Regions from separate parts of the Mus musculus genome. Here region 1 is linked to region 2. A link is a contact called in public promoter capture Hi-C data. All regions are on one chromosome and are shown on one strand. The core of a region is the stretch at or near the end of the contact, and the rest is flanking DNA. Distances in the headings are between cores, read along the strand shown. Region 1 holds the start of Commd9 (COMM domain containing 9). Region 2 holds the start of Ttc17 (tetratricopeptide repeat domain 17).

The links. Promoter capture Hi-C pulls out the DNA fragments that hold promoters and counts their contacts.
Region 1: a promoter capture Hi-C map of pre-B cells shows a contact between it and region 2. The contact joins the promoter of Commd9 here to the promoter of Ttc17 in region 2. A contact is called at or near these places in 3 of 39 promoter capture datasets (cranial neural crest, frontonasal cranial neural crest and pre-B cells).

What each region holds. Positions count from the first base shown.
Region 1 is chr2:101,884,731-101,888,788 of GRCm38.p6, reverse strand. Commd9 (COMM domain containing 9) reads right to left here and starts at 2,527. Exons shown (of 6, transcript NM_029635.3): 1 at 2,470-2,527. The coding sequence starts at 2,520.
Region 2 is chr2:94,404,264-94,408,454 of GRCm38.p6, reverse strand. Ttc17 (tetratricopeptide repeat domain 17) reads left to right here and starts at 1,766. Exons shown (of 25, transcript NM_183106.2): 1 at 1,766-1,948. The coding sequence starts at 1,790. It overlaps 2810002D19Rik (RIKEN cDNA 2810002D19 gene), which reads right to left and starts at 1,748. Exons shown (of 2, transcript NR_027831.1): 1 at 1,489-1,748.

The sequences.
Region 1 (4,058 bases), core at 1,278-3,777, 7.5 Mb before region 2:
AAACCAACACAAATACGTCCAAGGGATTCTTGAATTGCAAAAGCAATTCAGTGGAAGAAAAATCTTCTTTTTCACAAACAGACCTGAAACAATTTGACGTTAAACTAAGCACACTCAACCTATGTATCATATATTTTATACAAAATCGGCTCAGTGTGGATTACAGACTCAAATATAAAAGATAGATAGATAGATAGATAGATAGATAGATAGATAGATAGATAGGGCTGGGACACAGCTTAGTGGGTAAAGCACTTGCTCGATGACTTGATGGATCCCCAGAAGACACACAAAAGCTTAAGTAGGGCACATGCCTGAAGTCCTAAGGCCCCGTCTGAAAATAATAAGCAGAAAGAGAATTCTAAGAAGCTCACGGGCATAAGCCTGGTGCATGTTGCAGTAAAGGATGAGAAAACCTCCAGCAAGACTGAAGGCAGAACTGACACCGGAGCTTGTCCTCTGACCACATGTCCACACCCACAAACACAAATGTAGACACACACAGAGCCGAGAAACACTTATCAGAATGATTCAGATAGGATATACTGACAACCCCAAATGTTGATGCTGATACAAATATACGTGTAAAGTAGAGCAGGTACTCTGGAAAAGTTTGGAGATGTCTTTAAATCGTATAATTTCCAGATGGCCTAGGAACTTCATCTGTAAAGCTGAGTACTAGAAGTACTCTTTATGCCTTTTTCAACAGACCAATGAGCAAACAAATAGAATACACTACAGAATACTTCGAAGAAATAAAAAGGAAGCAATTGTGAATACCTATGATTTGTATGATTCTCTCTGGAGTAGTGGTCTCTCGGTCTTCCTAATGCTGCAACCCTTTAATACAGTCCCTCACGTTGTGGTGACCCCAACCATAACATTATTTTATTGCTATTTCATAGTTTATATCGTGATGTAAATATCTGCTATTCAGGAAAACTGATATGCAACCACAAAGGGGTTTCGATCTACAGCTTGAGAATTAGGCTTAGTGAGGAAAGCCAATCCACAAACATCATCTACACCAAGATTTACAAACGTTCTTGAAATGAAAACTAATGATACAAGAATGTTGAAGTGTCAAGGAATTCTGGAGGCCAACTGCAAGTGAGCTTGGCTGTAAGATGTCAACCCAGGGGTCTTACATAGATAGCTATGCCTTGGAGCTTTACTGGATCAATGTAAATACCCCAACTGTGATATTGTTCTGTAGATATCCAGGAAGTCACCATTAAGGAACATGGGACAAAAATCTCTCTGCATTATTTCCCACAACTACAGGAGATATTATAGTTAGCTTTTAATAAAGTGTATTTAAACAATAGAGCAGTGAAAATGAGCTATTGCTACAATCATGACTGGAAGCCAGATGTGAACACTGATATGAAGAAGTGTTCCATTTCTGTGGAGTTCAGAGACTGAGTAATAGTACATGGTGTCCGAAGCTATGCACTGTTGGGAAGGCAAGTGAAGTAAGTAACCAGGGAGGCACTGGGGGTACTGGTGTCTCAGTCTGTGGTCTGGTGTTGGCTACATGAGTGTGTAGTCATTAAGGGAATTACTAATGATTTCAGTATGCTATATGTTATTTTCCAAAACTTACCAAGGAAAAGAAAATGTCCCAAGACAAGCAAGCATGGAAAAGGAATGGCTTAAATCAACCACAAGGAAGAGAAAAAGCTGCTAAGGAGAACTCTTGGATCCTAGTCACAGCTCCACTATACTAAAGCCCTTCATAGCTATTTCTTCGGCACATACTGGGTGCCAGGTCTTGTTCTTGTTGGCATAGGCTTGTGAACAATGAAGTCAAAGTGCTCAGGAGTGGACTGAGCAAATGCACACTAGGAAGATGGATAACGGAAAGGGCATTATATGTGTGACTTATAATGACAGTGTCACGAGGATCATTTCTGATCTTCAACTGGATAAGAGAGAAGAAAGGAAAACAAGAAGAAACAGAAATCATGTTCCTCAGAAGAGAACACAAAGACATCCATGGTGTGTGCACACTAGTAATAAGTCCTAAGAGGGAATGCAAAGCCACCCTTCTAAGGAGTAACTCAAACTTTATGACGTCCCTAGAAGTACTAGGGTGACAAGAAGGAGAGAATTTCCCTGAGAGAGGCGTAAAGACTGGGATGAAATGGGAACTGGTGACTGTCACCCAAGTGCTCCAATCTATAAAACCACTCGTGGTCACTAATTCTTGGGTGTATTTACATCGACTATCTGATTTTTACTTCCACCTTAATATCTGGGCGTGATTAATTTTGTTGCTCCTGTTTAAAAGCTCAGAAAGGCTGAACGATTTTCTCAGGGTCACACAAAGAAGCACTGACGCGCGGCGGGTAGGGTGGGAGTGGGACAATGCTCCAAGTCAGGGCCGGTTTATTCCCAATTCTTGCTTTGCACCAAGTCCCAGACCCTAAGACGGTGGCCGCACGCGTCCCCACCCCTTCAAGATACCTTCAGTAGGCTCTGGAGCGCCACGAAATGCTCTGCTGTCAAGGCCGCCATCTTTCTGGAGTCACGTGACAGCCGGAGCAAGCGGAGCGTGCCTCGTGACCCCTCGCAGGACATGCTGGGAGTTGTAGTTCTTCACCGTGGCTGGCGGGAACGGCGTGCAAAGAACCAGGAAGTCTTCCTCCTGTATGACTAAGCTCAAAGACCAGAGGGCTGAGATACTGAGAGAACTCGGATATAGAATGATTTCCAGGGAACAACTGGCTGGACATCCTAGGTCAGGGAAACTGGTTTTGCCTTTGCCCCTCTGGGTAGGCTGGCTGATCTGGTGAATGCACCTGCAGACTTGGCAGACACCTTGGCAACTTAGATGCCCAGAAGAGATCGGCCTACTCACCATCTGGATTTAAATGAAGCTTTGCCTATTTGAATTCTTGGAATTCACACACACACACACACACACACACACACACACGCTCACATGCCTGCAGTACTCCCTAAAAACAAAACAAAACAAAAAAAACAAAAAACAAAAAACAACGCTTCAAGGCATATAGTTTCTTCTCTGTTTGTGGAGAGATAGGAGCCTTTGTAACTAGCCTTATCCAGACAGTCAAGCTAAGTCACTTAGGGTTCTTAGTAACTTTCCTGTGGTCCAAGAAGAGGTCTGGTTTGAAGGGCAGCTGATTAGGAAAGGGGTTAGAAAGGAAGAAGGCGTGTGAAGATATTGACTATCTTAGCTCTGTGCACCTCCGGCACGGTCTCTTCTGTCTGCATTCTTTCCCTTAAAACTGAGTGTTGAGGGTCATGCAGCAAGACCTGCCAACACCTTCCTCAGAGGCAGACCCTCCAGTCTTCAGAGAGTCTGAAAGTGGCAGTCGCTGGGTCAAAGGCTTAACTACAACCTTGCTATGGGTTGAGTCTGAAATCTGTTTTGCAGGTTCATCCTGTGGTCACTTGGACCCTAGCTTTGTGGGACTGCTGAATGTTAGAACCCTTAGGATCTGGGACCTTGCTAGTGAAGGTCTCTAGTGGCAGGCCTTTGGGGGTTATGCTGCTTCTGGTTCTGGCCTGATTGCATGGTGTCTTGTCTGCTGCTGTGTAAGAAGTCTTGGCTGTACATTATTGCCACCCTGCTCTGCCATGTTGGACTACAACTTCTGAAACCATGAACCAGAATAAATCTTCCTCCTCTAAGTTGTTTCCATCTAGTTCCTGTCACAGTGACACACCAGTAACCAATGCACTTGAGAAATTGAAAGCATAACAACTCAACTGAGCCATCCCAGGCTTTCTGGCTTTGAAATATTGTATAAGTCTTTAGGTGTAGCCTTTCCATGTCTTGATTCAAAGTGGCTGCAGGCTGTGAGCTTCCAGAATGAGGTACTAACTACTGTTTGCCAGCTACTAGGGAAAGCTGACATCCAGATGGGGCAATGATGACAGCCAAAGCAGCCATTTCCCCTGGCACTTGCCCTCTTTGCTGGGTACTGTATCTACTTCAACTGCAAGATGGGGAGTGACTCCAACTTCAAGAACAGGCTTCCAGAACTAAGAAAGAAACAGAAACCTGTGAAGGAAGGATCTGGCTT
Region 2 (4,191 bases), core at 517-3,016:
GAGCAGCACCCGTTCAGTGAGTTTTTATAAGGTTTCCAGGAGGCAGAATAGAGCATCAGCAACTAGGCACAATATGATTGGCGAAACAGTGCACCCTTTAAACTGGTTGGTCTTTAGGGAATGAGGTAACAAGGACTTCCCTTGTCTGAAGGTGGGCAACAGTCCATCCTGTCGGTTCCACCCTGTGGTCTGAGAAATGTTAATTAACCTCTCCCTTCTGGAGGGGCAAGTGTTTCATAACCTTCCCAAAGGTCCTGAGCTGACCTTTACACCCAGTCTCTACAGGCAAATATATACATATGTGTGTGTATGTGTGTGTACACATACGTACGTGGGTGTATATGTTTGTGTATGAGAACTGTATGCCACATGTATAAAGGAGGATCCCCTAGAGCTGGAGTTCTACAGGTGGTTGTGGCCTAACACTGCTTCCAGGGAAGAGCAGGAAGTGCTCTTCAGCCCTGAGCCATCTTTGTAGCCCCAAGCCATCTCTCCAGCCCCAAGATATACCTTTTTAATAAAACGAATGTTCATTACACGGGTACTTTTAAGAAAAGCTGCCTAGTGAGCTGGGCCTGATGGTTCATGCCTGTATCCAGCATCAGGTGGTTGACACAGGTGGACTTAAAGGCCTGCCTGGGCTAAATAAATTCCAGGCAATTCAGGCTGCAAATGGGACTTCATTTCAAAAACAAAACAAACAAAATCAACAAAACCAAACTGCTCTCAGAAGAATTACAATGCCATAGCACAGTCTCTGTTCCCATAACATGAGGCAGACATTTGTTTCCTGCAACACATCTATGTAGGTGGCAGGGCACAATTTTTTTTTTTCTCAACAGAAAAAAAAAAAAGCATAACAGCTTTGTTACAAGATGATACGCCCACCATACTAGTAGGCCGACCTGAAATACCTATAATAACATACATTGGCAGAGCCTGGAACCTAAGCTGGTTAACAGCTACTGTACCTGTTGGTAGTGCGCCTCTTAAGTTTCAATATGCAAATCAATCACCTGAGACTTCTTTAAAACATACTCATAATGGCTGAGTCTACCCTCGGGGAAGGGAAGCCGCAGTGCTTACATATTTAATACAGTCCCCTCCCCGGAGATGCCACTATCTGGGTTCTACACCTAGGTCTTTAACTTAGACTAGAGCTGCCCACCAAAGTCCACAAGACACGTGGTGCTGCTGCTGTAAGACCCAAAAATCTGGCCACACTGGATGTAAGTGGTCTGTAAGGACACATCGCTTTCTAAATTTCGGAAGAAAAAGTATGCCGATCACATATACATAACTTGTAATGAGCTGATATTTTGTATTTGATAACGAGCTATTTTTTTAATTCGATGTGTGACATGCATTACACAGTACGACTGCGCCGCTTAACACTCCATTACGAGACTTATTAAAAAAAAAAAAAAAAGCCTCTCTCAGATAGTTGAAAAGTATAACTTTTATTGCCCTACCAGAAACAATACTTACTTTTTAAAAAGACCTTCACCGTCTTCTCACTTCTGCTCAAGCTCCACCTAGTTTTATTATCTCCCCTCCGATTCCCACGCTTGGGGATCTTATAGCCTCCAGAAAAACGATAACTAGAAAGCCGTTTCCAGCCCTGAGGTGTGGCAGGACCGGCTTCCCCGACCGAGAGTAAAGGGACCGGTATCGTCTCCGAGGCACTCCGCGGGCTCCTCCTCCAGTTCCAGAGGCGACCTCCCCAAGATGGCGGACCGCAAGGAGTCGCTTCCGCTTCCGGTGTGAGCAGCCCGGCCGGGGGGGCAAGATGGCGGCGGCAATAGGGGTCCGCGGCCGGTTCGAGCTGCTACCTCGCTCCGGCCCGGGTTGGCTTCTCAGCCTTTCCGCTTTGCTGAGCGTGGTGGCTCGAGGGGCCTTGGCCACTACGCACTGGGTCGTCACGGAGGACGGGAAGATCCAACAGCAGGTAGCGGCCAGGGTGCCCCCTCTCTGCCCGCGCCCGATCAGGGGGAATCCCGGAGCCGGGCCCCTGGGTGGCTCCGCGCGGCCCCGCCCCCAGCTTGGCTTCCCACGGTCCCGGCCCACGGGCCGAGGCTTCCTGCGCTCCGACCTGGCGCCGCCCCCTCCCCTCTGGTCCCCTCGCCCCGGCTCCGCCGTGGGGAACTTCTCAGCCTTCCACCTTGGGGCCGCGCGCCGTCCCGGAACCGACCCCGGGGAGCTGAGACTTGAGCTCCCGGGTTAGGAGTCACGGATTCATCATTAGTTCTGCCTTTGGAGCCGCTGGACCAGGACCCGCGCGCCACCACCTCTCCCCGAGGAAGTAGAAAGCAGGTGGCAGTGCCGGGGAGTGTGCGCGTCCCAGGCCGGTGACAGCCAGGGTGGCATTAGTGAATGGATGGATCTTTTAATGCGCCTCCTCCAGCCTTGTCTCCCACTGATGGGATTTGTTTCGCGATGTGGTGGTTTGAGGCTGTGCCGTTAGCCAGGTCATTAGGGGCTCTTTAAAGACAACCCATTCTTGCTCCTTCTGAAGGAATGCCAGAAGATGCATGCCTCTGGTGGCGGTGCCCGCATCATTCAGTTCTTAAGTGCCCTCATTTCCCGGTGTATTTTACATTGCTTCCTAGTTCCTTTGACCCAGCCCGGCACTCAGCATTTGCAGTTTACTAGATTACCTATGCTTGAACTGATTTCTCAGAGGAGTGACCGCTTTTCTTATATAACTTTCTGATGCCTGCATCTGCATTTGCTTTCATACTGCTGATGCTTTAAGGACTGCGTGTGTGTGTGTGTGTGTGTGTGCGTGTGTGTGTGTGTGTGTGTGTGTGTGTGTGTGTGCGCGCGTGCTCGCGCGCGTGCTTCACCACAGAATCTTGTAAACTTAATGACTTCCAGCGCTTGACAACAATCAGGAAATGTCCAGGAGCCATTTAAAAAGTGAAGTGTGTACCCCTTGCAATTTAAGCATACTGACTCATGTTTTAACCAAAGGCGAGAGAGAGAAACTGATCCTTTTGATTAACTGTAGAAACACATCGCATGGTTTATATTTAAGATGAGACATTTCACAATGCAGCAAACCTAAACAAAATTTTTAAAATGCCCACACTTTGTGTTTCCAGTGTACTCTTTCCTCGAGTGTATTTATATCAAACTCCCGATTTAAAGGATTTCTTTTTCATGGATATTAAGTTCAAGATCCAAGTTAATTTTCATTAGCCTCCAACTGAGAGTTTAAAAATGTCAGAACCCCTAGAAAAATACAGTAAGGCTGCCTTTCCAACGTAAGATTGGAAATCCTGCACCATCCCTGTTTTCATCTTTTGATTGCTGTTGGTGGTTTGCTGAGGTCCGCGTGAAGGGAGGCATTGAATTCAGTCACTTATGCTGCAATTTGGGGAGCCCTTCTCCCATTGGCTCCTTCGCTATATTGTTTCTGGCCACAGCTATTTATACTCGATGACATTGACTTCTCCTTCCCATTTTGGTGGCCTGCCACTCAGCCGGAAAAGAAATCCATCTGAAAAGTGAAGGTTAATTAACGGAAATGGATCATTTATATGTTGAATATTACAGTGGGAAGGTAAGATCGGATTTGTTTTTGTTCTTTAAAAAAAAAAAATGCCTTCTTTTACATATTGGATCTACATCTTAGAGGGGAATATATGGGTATTAGTACCTTGCCAGATCTTCTGAATCTCTGCCAAGTTCTCTCTTCAGTAAGTAATTAGACTTAAAGATAAGAAAGCACACCCTTTTTTATAACAGCCCTTCCCATTGACTTTTTCCAGTTCTTCATTGCACGTTAACAGTTGCAGCACTGGGTTCTGGCAGCCATGAACTTTTACTCTATAACAAATAAAGTTGATGCCAATGTGTAACAACTGGCGGGGGAAGGGTGTTAGAAGTAAAGTGGTGGTGTTAATCTAAGAGGAGACAGGTACAAATGAATAAAATAGGAATTGGATAAGGTGGGCAGCATTTGAGTTGGACTCCAGTAACTGCATAACTCCTGTGTCCTTTCCTGGCAATAAATGGAATTTGGGCAAAATCTAATAAACATTGTTTAGATTGCAGTCAGTGGTCACATTAGGGTACTCATTAGTACGTCAGTTTGTGGATACCGTAGTTCTGTTTGTAAATTTGGAACCATAGTTAGGATTGGACTAATATCGAATTAGTATCTTAATTTCTGCTGCTTGGTTCTTG